Regions from separate parts of the Zea mays genome. Here region 1 is linked to region 2. A link is a contact called in public Hi-C data. All regions are on one chromosome and are shown on one strand. The core of a region is the stretch at or near the end of the contact, and the rest is flanking DNA. Distances in the headings are between cores, read along the strand shown. Region 1 holds the start of LOC100501373 (hydroxyproline-rich glycoprotein family protein). Region 2 holds the start of LOC100282418 (60S ribosomal protein L7a-1).

Region 1 (5,453 bases), core at 2,795-5,294, 290 kb after region 2:
GTTAAGGAGTACGGTGGTTTCTTTGTCTGTCCAGTTGTGCTTGTGCATACCAGGTAGCCATTGTGGTCAAAGTGGTCACACAGCATAATGTCGGTATTATAGGTTGGTAGCTTGGCTGTAATGCTTGATGCTATGCAGAAGACTGGAAACTAGTAAGAATTGGGTGTGTATCTTGTTTGGTAGTGGAATGACTCATTCGGGAGATAATTAAGTAACATTTTTTGGGTTGCTCATGGACAACTAATATATTTTTTTTGCTACACTGCTATACCTTACTTTTTAAACATGTCTGCATGAACACATATGTGCATACATTGCAAACTTCCCTGATTTGCTGCCATGTATTACTATTACTTTAGCCCCATTGATTTTGTTATTGTTGGTTATACGGCTGTGCTTGCTTGCAGGTCGATGACATTGTGCGGGCAGCAAAGCGGGCCTGCTACAGGGCAGTACCAATGGCCGCAGCTGCCTGATTGGTGTACAGGCCTTTCTATTTTTCTCCCCCCTCAGTTTTCGCTCTCGGGCAGCAAGAAACATGTAGTATTCATAAGGTGCCGGCAAATTGGCCGGACCCCAGACTCCAAGCGAGCTAGTTTTTGTAGATCTGCTATGGTGTGCTTTATTCTGTTAGTCGATATATGTTGCATTGTTTCTAGTTTCAAAGCCCATTTATTTACTTATCTATGATTTCTACACACGGCCTAATAATCTTGCTAAGGCCCTGATTGAATGGAAAATATTTTTTTGGGAGTTTTAGGAAAATACTACAATTTTGTGAAATACCTTGGTTTTGGAGTAACATGAAGATGATGTTTGGTTAGAAGAACCAATCCATTCTAAATATGGTGGTGTATCACGACCAATGTTTTCGAGTCGAGAAGTCGAAGTTGACTAGTTGAATATACATTGATGAATATAGTTTTATCATCTAACTGTCCCACCTCTTATCAATAATAGATTACTTCATCAATTAATCGCTATTAATCGTTATTTGTGTCCTGAAGCTTCCTTGATGCTCTTTTTTGCATGGTCCATGGAACCCATATTTTCAGCCATTGCTGGTCTCTACCATTTCAGCCTAAAAAGATCTCTACCATTTGTCTTGTCATTCTATATCCATAGATAAATTTGGTTATCTTCTTTGCTTTAGCAATGTAGCCACTACTATTTTATCTTCCCAATAACCTATAACATGAGATCCTAGTGGATAGCACAAGGTGTCTAAAATAAGGTAGGAAACTTGTCCATTGACATCCTACCTATTAGGGTTGAGATGGTTGTGTGAGCTCACATTTTTATATCTAGGCCCAAATAAGTCGCCTACGACTAGTCATGACTAGTCGATGAATCGAGCGACTAACAGAAAGTTGAGTTGCTCTGGTCGACTATCACCTCTGCACCGACTTCTTGACTAGTCACAAGACTTTAAAACCTTGATCACGAGTTTATTCCAAAAATTTGGTGAAACAAAATCATTCTTCATATTATTACTAATTATTAGCTTACGAGGAATGAAATGGTGATGAATCAACTCATTCTATTGCACAAACCAAAAAAGAAAATGAAGAGTGAGAAGAGGATTGACTGCCTCATTCTTCAAACAAAATACTGGAAGTGTTAGGGTGTAACAAACTTTATAGTTTTGATGGAAACCACAGTATTGCTAAAATTGTATACTTTTTGGATTTCTATAAGCTCCACTCAATAACTTTTTAACACCCCCCCCCCCCCTCCAATTCTGCACATTGATTCTCTGATAGTACGTTTTTTTAATACAACACTCAACGCTGTAGTTCGTTTGACTTTTTTTACAGTTTGAGCGTGTGTTTAAAGGTAACGATTGTAGCAAGTCCATGCCAAGGCACTATGGCAGCGTTGGGCGTTGAGTTTGTTGAAGGGGGAAGAGATCATATCTACCTCCCCTCCTAGTAATTATTGGTGCTTGTCTGTTAGCAGCTGAGTAATGCAAATTACGGTTTGAAAAAAATTGTATTGCCATTCTGCTATCTGGTATGTTTTGTGGTGAAGATGACATCTGGATTTGCTGAAGATTTCTGCATGGCTGTGTTAGGCCTTCTTGTATCCGGCTGCTAAAAAACAGCGCTATGTTTTGAGGCTAATTAGAAGAACGTGAACTGATTTCAAAATTGATTGCTTAAACGGTGACTAATTAGTGAGACGAATCTGCTAGTCCTAACTAGTCCACGATTAGCACATGTTTATTGTAGCACTAGCACCATATGAGCTAATCACAGGCAAAATCCATTAGGATTAACAGATTTATCGTGTTACGATTAATAGATTTATGCCACCCCTTAGTCATCGCTTATGCAATTTATTTTTAAAATCAATTCACGTTTATTAGTTCTAAATAACATCTAAATATAATGCTAGTTTCTAGCATATTGGATCCGACGGTCCACTATCCCAACCGTTAGATCTGCTCTGTCCGTATACGTGGTTTTTTAAGGAGTTGATTATTTTCTAATTGTGATCATACATATACAAGAAAAATATTAATATTTATAGTATATAGTTAACATTATTACATACATTTTTAAATTATCTTTAATAGTACAAGAGATATACTAAATACTGTCAATACTTTTATAGATGTAGTTAAATTTGATAATCTTTTTGCTGATAAAAAACACCGTTGCAACCAGTATTCCGAGGATGGAGCGAGGAAGCATATATTTGTGGCGACAACGATCTCCCACCGACACGTTGGGTACGCGGTACGCCAGCGACGGCGACCCTCGTCAGAATGTCCGTCCGTCGTACGGCGCAGCTTAATCATGAAACGCCCAAACGAACGATGGTCCGGTCAAAAGACCGTGTGTTTAATTGGGCACGGTTCCTGTGCCGGTAAGCATCAATCAGTTTAATAGTACTAGTGTAATAATGGCACGTTCACGTCACGGGACGCGTCCCATTTCCGCCCCCCACTAATCCTAAACAACGCCCCGTGACCGTGAGACGGGGAACCCGCTGCTGGTTGGCATCAGATCTCGTTGAACGAAAAGATGGGTCGAGTCTTACCCATGCGATGTTTGCGTCCCGTTCTTCTCTGCTTTCCGCAAGGACTCTCTCTTTGACCGGACCGATGGCATGGGTTGCATCAAAGCCAAGGAAAGGAAGAATACTCACTCCGGTTTCCTATTACTTGTCGTTTTGGATAAGGTTCGAGTCAAACTTATAAAATTTTGACTACAAATAATTATTTTGTTATTTAGTTTTGGAACCTAATATTTATATGCGCCAATTTATCATAAAAAGTACTTTTATAAAAGTATAAATGTATTAAGAGTTCATTTGTATTTTAACAAAAAACATTGGTCAAAGTTATATTTTGAAGACCATGTCGTTGTCCTAAACGACAACTAATAGGAAACCGGAGGGAGTAGGATAGACAGTCTCGATGCAAAAAGGATAAGAGAGTCCTTTATCCTCCGAAGCAAATATATTAGTGTGTGGAGCACTTTAGGCCCTGTTTGGGAACAAAGTTTTTGAAAACTACAGTTTTTGAAATACTATACTATACTTTAGTTATGACAATACCGTAGTTTATAATACCGCAGTTTTGAAAACTGAGGTCCAGAGCTAAGTTTAGAATGCCTTAAAACAACTATAGTATTTGCAATACTTCAGTTTTGAAAACAGAGATTTTACCAAGCTTGCCAAACATCATTATGTATATAATACTGCAGTATTTGAGAATACTGCAGTATTCTTCCAAAACTGCAGAAAAACTTTGTTCCCAAACACCCCTTAGTAGTCGACTAGCATAAAGCATATATTAGCACCAGCAACACCGACGGCTCCGTTTGACCAAACAAAGACCTACAAAAGCTTCATGGGAGACAAGCAACCCTACAGGGAGAAAAAAGTCACTTGCTTTTGTTTTCATCAATTACTAAAAAAATACTATCATTATTATTTAACTAATTAAAGGCACATTAAAACATGCGCGGGCCGCGGGAGGAGGAAGTAAAGAAGGCGCGCACCAGCGCAGCACCCCCGCACCCGCACTCGGGCTCTCGAAAAGCAGGGAAAAAGAATTCTCCATTTCCCCACTCGCCCTCGCTCCCTCCCTCTCCCGCTCCCGCTCGCCAGTGGGAGTGTGCGGGGCTAGCAGCTAGGGTTTCCGCGAGCACACCGCCGGCCAGCCGCGGGCGATCTCGGGTTCGCGGGGGCGCCCGCCCCGACTCGGGTTCGCGGGGGCGCGGACATGAAGTCGTCGCTGCGGAAGCTGCGGGGCTTCGCGCTGCAGCGCCACGAGCAGCGGGTGGACCGGGACCGCGGCCGCGGCCACTCCACCACGGCGGCGGAGGAGCTCCTCGCTGCTGCCCAGGTGCGTGGGCCTTGCATCTCCCTTCCGCTTCGTGGGTGCGCGTGCGAGCCGGGTGGGCGGGTCGGTCGGTTGCGTCTGTGGAGATCTCGCGGCCGGCGCCTTGTTGTGGTGGTGGGGGGGGGGGGGGGGGGGGGGGGGCAGCTACGGTCCCGCTTTTGGTTTTCGCAGCAGGCCGCAACTCCGCGCGATCGGTTTTTGATGGCCCGGTCATAGTTCGGCGGTTGGTGTGTGAGAGTCTGGAGCATGGTCGCCATGGGGACTGCGTAGAAACTCTAAGTGTCCGGATCTCTGCTCAATTTCACAACACATGGCTGGACACCATTGGGATTCCACGGTGCGGCGGGAATTGTCCGCTCACATTTGCTTTAGCCTAGCCTAGTCTTGCGAGATTTTCCTTTGATCTGCTAGTGGTGGTTACTTAATTGGCAGAGTCAATGAGTCATGTCTGCTTTGTTTTTCGATGAGATGCATTTTCTCCTGTTGTTCAGTGAGGTGGTAATCGAGTGATTAGCGTGCATTGATGGTTTGTGGTGTCGCCTTGGCGCGAGATACATTTGAGCGTTTGGCAGGTCTCTTTGCACTAGCCTAGTGTGGCAGCCAGCAGAACTCACGACGCTTCTGAATTCCTTGCAGTAAATGAAGGTGTCGATTTGGGGGGTCTGACAAATGGGTGCCCATTCCCAACCAGTTTTTTCAGAACTCCTCAGTTGTTCGAAATTGAACTATTTTGTGTGGGTGTCCTGAATAACAAAAACGACGATAAACTGATACTTCTGTTTATCAGCTGTATAGCTTCATCAGAATACATTAATGGATGATGTTAAAACTTCTCTTGTTTTTAAATTATGGGTCTGCTTCCTGCTAGTTTTGTTCTGAGTAGTTGCTTTCTGTGACAGGATATGACAGATATGAGGAGCTGTTACGATAACTTGCTTTCTGTTGCTGCAGCAATTGCAAATAGTGCATACGGTAATTTTCATGTCTAAAAGGCCCCCACCCCCAACCTCGAGACTCTTATTGGCTATGTTTTCTTTTGTGTTTATTACTTAGGTTCGCACATCACTTTTTGAATATTAATAACCATTGTCTCTCTAAG
Region 2 (5,446 bases), core at 575-3,074:
CTGATGCATTCTTCTTGTGAACAATCTGCATATGATTAACCCATTGAGTGAGCCTTATCATTTCAAATAACTCATAGATTTAGCTTTCTCAACAGCACAGATGTAACATACCGATCCAAGGCGAGCCTTTCCTTTAACAATGCAGTAAGGGACCTCCATCTTCCTGCACAGGGCTGGAAGCCACACAACAAGTTCGATCGGATCCACGTCGTGAGCGATGACAACAAGCTGAGCCTTGTTCTGCACAAATTCAAACATTCAGTCAATATCATTGCTAGTTGCAACAGAAGTATTGTGCACCTTGACTATACCAAGCAAAAGAGAAACAGAGAAGTGCTGAAATCATACCTGCTCAATGAGGTAAGTCACATGGTTAAGGCCATACTTCACAACAATTGGTTTCTTCGACTCAACAGTTTTTCCTTCATTCTCAGCTTGGGCCCTCTTCAGAAGCCTCTCCTTCTTGGCAGCCTTGTCTTCAGGCCGGTACTTGAGAAGCATCTTAAACAGGTTCGTAGCTGCAAACATTTCAAGTCAGAGATTTGCAACACCATAATATACATTCTGAAAAATGAATAGGTAGGTTATAACGTTATAGAAAGAAAAGAGACAAGGCGAAAGAACAGAAATAAGGCATAATTCCAGTAGTGGCATAGTTCAAGCATAGCAGCCAGTTAACTTAAACGAGAACACATGAGTGCATTCAGTATCTATCAAAGCCCCTGACAGATAACATGGTAAATTGGTAACATATTTGTCTTATTGTCTATCAGTAAATGCATGTTCACTAAGTTTAGCAGGATGATGTTTGATCGTGTTTAAAAGTGAATATCAGAGGCATGATTAGACATGCTACTAGCCATTTTTATGTCACAATGTAAGACTAGATGAAAAGGTTCAGGCACACACTGATGAAAGGCCCCACTCTAATGGACCCTTGAAAAGCCTATTGCCCTAATTAAGGTAACCCAAATATGCAAGTGCCTAAATGGTAAGCATAATGCGATATGACCAAAATAATGAAAGACAATAGTAACTGGAACTTATGCATAATTGTATGCATCAATACAGTTCGTTGTTAACCTACTGTGCAACTAGAATAGCACAGATTTCCGCATCAAATCAAGAAGGTGATGATTTTACTGTTTATTAGCAACCTAGCACTCTTAAGTAAACGAGTGAGTGGTGTTCATACCGAGGTTCTTGTCGAGGGTGCGGGTGAACTGGTTGAGCGCCGGTGGTACCTTGAGGCGCTGCTTGAGGATGCGGCGCTGCCGCTGGATACGCACGACCTTGGGCCACTTGACGAACCGGTGCAGGTCCTTCTTGGGCGGCAACGCGCCGCCGATGCCGAACTGCTTCGGCCTCTTCTCGAATAGAGGGTTCGTCACTTTATCCTGCACCCAGACAAACCCAACAGTCAGACTACGCATTCCCACCATAGCGCCGCACACATATCGAGGAAGACCACGGGAAAGCACAATTTATACCGTCTTCTTCTTGGCCGGCACCGGCGCCCTGCCACCTCGCTTGGGGGCCTGCAGATTTGTAAGTCGAACTCTTATCTTAGCAAGTTACATGAACCATACACAGATTTTCAGCAAGTTTACATCTGAAAACTAGAGGAACATAAGCACGTGCCAACCAAGATCCACGAAACAATATTGAAAATAAATACCAAGAAGAGATTGGAATAGCGGGAAATCCAAAGCAAAAAAAGGAAGATCGGCGGCGAGATCGCACGCACCATTTCGCCGGAGGGGGGGCTTGGCGTTCCGAACGGGAGACGACGGCCACACGAGGCAGTGGGGAGGAGGCGGCGAGTGGCGCTTGGAAGCCGAGAGGTGGTTCTATAAAGGATGGCTCACGCCGAGGTGGACGCACCCTGGCCGTCGGATGCAAGGTGGAGAAGCAAGCGGAGCGTTCTCAGCCGTCCGGTTCCGGGATTAGGGTTTAGGCGATGCCACTTGGGCCGCCACGAGAGAAAGGTATTTGGGCCGTTTGTCGTATTGATGGTTTCTATTTGAACCCATTTCCTTAGCACTTCTCAGTTGAATCCCTCGCAGGTTTGAGCCCATTTGTTTGGGTGAAGGTTACCCTCTGTTTCTTCTAGTGAGCGTTCGAAAACTGGAGACGGAGACCTAAATCTAAATGAAATCACGATCAGCTCATACTTCATGAGTAGAATCGACGTGTTCTTTCGAGTACAGGTGATTGATATTTATGACTTGTTCATTGTGTCATTGATGACTCGTTCGGTTAGAGATAGATTGAGAGGATTAAATCTCGTCCAATCTCTTTTAATCCACCTAACCGAATAAGTCCTGAGAGGAATTAAATCTCATTCTATTCAAAATTGAATAAAAAGGGATTTAATTCTCTTAATCCCCTTTGATCCATCGCAACCGATCAAAGCCTTAGGCGGTTATTAGTTTGTGCCTCAAAATGTTGGCAGGTTGCTAGAGCTGTTTCCTACCACATTCATTTGAAGGTTTTTTTACTCCCTCTCTTTTTTGGCTTTCTGAATAGTTGCAAACACCCCTGCCCAATGCTTGAAGCCGCAAAACTTCATTTACTTAAATTTCACCGTTGAATATATTCAATTATGTATTGAACGGAGCCGCTATTTGTGTTTGTCAAAAATCCACCGAGTGTTGTCTACTTGTCTGCAAAACTGTACTTGTAGCCTCAAGTTAGCCGTGTCTGCTTCAGGCTTATCTATGACTTTGTGGTTCAATTACTACATCAACGGGTAGTTCGCCGAAAAAAAAAGGTCCATAGACAGATAGACAGTTATGTATTTTCACTCCATTAGAGTTGTAACTTAGAAGCAATATTGTTTCATTGTGCATGTTATGTCGTTCAAATTATCCTGTTTCTGAGGCTCCTTTGGCAAGGCTCCGGTTCATCAGAAAACAATTCCAACTCTAGCTTCTATGGTTCTTTGAATTCTCTATAAGAGTCGGAGCATTTTATAATTCGTTTGGCAAAACGGTTTCTCTTAAATTTATTTCCTGTATTAGAGGAATGAAGAAAGAACCGATAGAAGCCACATTTTTTATGCTCCGGCTTCCAACACAAAAACGGTCCTAGTTCCTCGAGGGCTCTCGACGAGAAGCCGTTTTTTTATCGTTTGTTAGTGTTCCACGATGAGCCATCTAAAGAGCCATAACAAAAGAGCCCTGAATGTTTTCTCTTCAGAAAACGTTTTGCAAGATCTGCCTGCTGAGGTAATCACAAGCCGAATTATGCCCTGCGTTGTTACGAAAAGCTCTTTTACATAGTCTTCCTTCACCTTATTGGATGGAGCTACAGCCAACAGAACAATGCGTCTCCAAGTATCCAACCTTTTTGACTCCTGGATTCGATATTAAAAATGAGGCAAGGAGCGTCTACTCTGATTTTAAGTTGACGCTATTGGCGGTCCAAGTGTTCCAAAAGCCGATGGGTAATGATTTAAAAGAAATGTATTTTTCGAAAGACAATGAATGAAGCAATGCTGTATCAAAGTCCATATCTGCATATTATTATCCTGCCTTGGTGTAGGTATACATGTCTCCTGAGTTACAATTGCAGTTGATAATGCTTTTTTCACATCTACAATTTTAATGCCTATAGTTTCTCCATGACCATCGTTTAGATGTCGGTGTCATATGCTAGAGGGCGATGGCTTGGCTTCACAGGAAAGTGATAAATTTTGTCAAGGTTTGTGTAGAGGTTGAACATGCCAACAGTCATATTGCTAAGGCTCTCCAGCAGCTATCCAATCATATCTCTATCTTATTTTTTTATTTTAAATTTTACCATATAAACATTATAAATCTAACTTATAAATCTCTTATTTTACACGTCTGCTATGGACAGTCTAAAATTTAGGTACCACACTCAAAACCTCTTCAGAAAAAGTTGAAACACAAGGACACCATCTTTATGGCTACCAATTTTGACGAGAGCACTATTTATGTCAATGCTGGTGGTCGAATTTCTGGACTGGACACCTTGAGTACAGTGGCGAAGACACCAGGGGGCCGGGTTGGGCCTGGTATCCCCCAACGGCCCAACCAAGTTAGACCAATAATGTATCCCATAGCCCATTATCTTGCCGTCAGTTTATTATTTTGTAGTCTGAAACCCTTAATTTTTTCCATCAACGCACGACGCTCGGATGCCGCATCGTCTTCCACTTCTCATTCTCTGGCAGCGAGCACCTGGGCACCTGGCTGTCGCACCTGGGCGGAATCACAAGTATGTTTCCTTTGGCTAAATTATTGCACAATTATTATTCATATCATATGAATTGATCTTATTTGTATTTTATCACATTTGTAGGTTTGTTGATGTGACCAAATCTCGAAATAAGAATGATAACACCACCGTTTTTCATCATTATAAATTTGATGTGTTTAATGTTGCAATTGATCAACAACTAAATGAGATAGAAGCTCGATTTGGTGGCCAAGCAATAGACCTTTTATCACTTTGTGCTTCCTTGAATCCAATACTTAGCTCTTTTGACATAGAAAAGGTATGCTCTCTAGTGGAAAAATATTATCATGCAGATTTCTCAAATCAAAAAAGAATGCAATTAGAGTGCCAATTGTCGCGTTTTCAACTTGATGATTGCAACCATCCAGAACTAAAGGGTTTATCATATTTGGCTGATTTAACAAGTGGGTTAGTTAAGCTGGATAAAGATTCTTCTTATCAGATGGTAGATAAATTATTGAGATTACTCTTGACTCTTCCTGTGTCAACTGCGACCACAGAGAGAGCCTTTGCAGCTATGAAATTTGTGAAGACACGTCTTCGAAGCAAAATGGGAGATGCCTATTTACGGGATTATCTGGTCGTTTATATTGAAAGGGAATTAGCGGCAATGATTAGTTCTGATGATATTATCAAGGCCTATGTTCTAGCTAATACACGTAGAGCTAAATTCAAAATAACTGAGATGTAATTTTATTTTGTTTGACAAAATAGATGTTGTTTTATTATACTGTTTTGTAATGAAGATTATATATCAATATATGCATTGTGGTTGGTTCCATTGCCATTTCTATATTGTGTCCTTGCTGGTTTGGTCGCTTGGAGGCTAAGCCTGCCCCCTCTGTCTTCGGATTCTGGCTTTGTCCCTGCTTGAGAAAGACGTCATTATCAGTGAGCATTGTTTTTTATAAGGTTTTTTGTTTTTTGATGAATGCTAATTATGCTTTTTTGAATTTGGTGCAGTGTTTAGGGGGGGGGGGGGGTATTTTACTCAAAAGGAGTTCACTGTGGATGTTGGTAGCATAAAATAAGTGAAAACAAGCCCAGAAAATGCAATTTCAAAACTGATAGACCAAATGCGACAGAGGCTGACAGGTTAATGGACTAACCATGTATTTTTTTTCTCTCTTCTATAAATAAAACAATACGTGTTGTGGATGATGAAACTGCTGAGTCACTA

The links. A called contact is a pair of places that touch in the nucleus more often than the background predicts.
Region 1: a Hi-C map of tassel shows a contact between it and region 2, with 2.3 times the contacts expected there. The contact joins the promoter of LOC100501373 here to the promoter of LOC100282418 in region 2. A contact is called at or near these places in 2 of 25 Hi-C or Micro-C datasets (ear and tassel).

The regions. Positions count from the first base shown.
Region 1 is chr7:143,384,843-143,390,295 of Zm-B73-REFERENCE-NAM-5.0, forward strand. LOC100501373 (hydroxyproline-rich glycoprotein family protein) reads left to right here and starts at 4,045. Exons shown (of 10, transcript NM_001196112.2): 1 at 4,045-4,357; 2 at 5,254-5,326. The coding sequence starts at 4,235. LOC542607 (pyruvate dehydrogenase E1 beta subunit) reads left to right here. Exons shown (of 14, transcript NM_001112141.2): 14 at 408-765. The coding sequence ends at 476.
Region 2 is chr7:143,098,518-143,103,963 of Zm-B73-REFERENCE-NAM-5.0, forward strand. It overlaps LOC100282418 (60S ribosomal protein L7a-1), which reads right to left and starts at 1,825. Exons shown (of 7, transcript NM_001155329.2): 1 at 1,748-1,825; 2 at 1,491-1,538; 3 at 1,196-1,397; 4 at 349-518; 5 at 112-240; 6 at 1-25. The coding sequence starts at 1,750.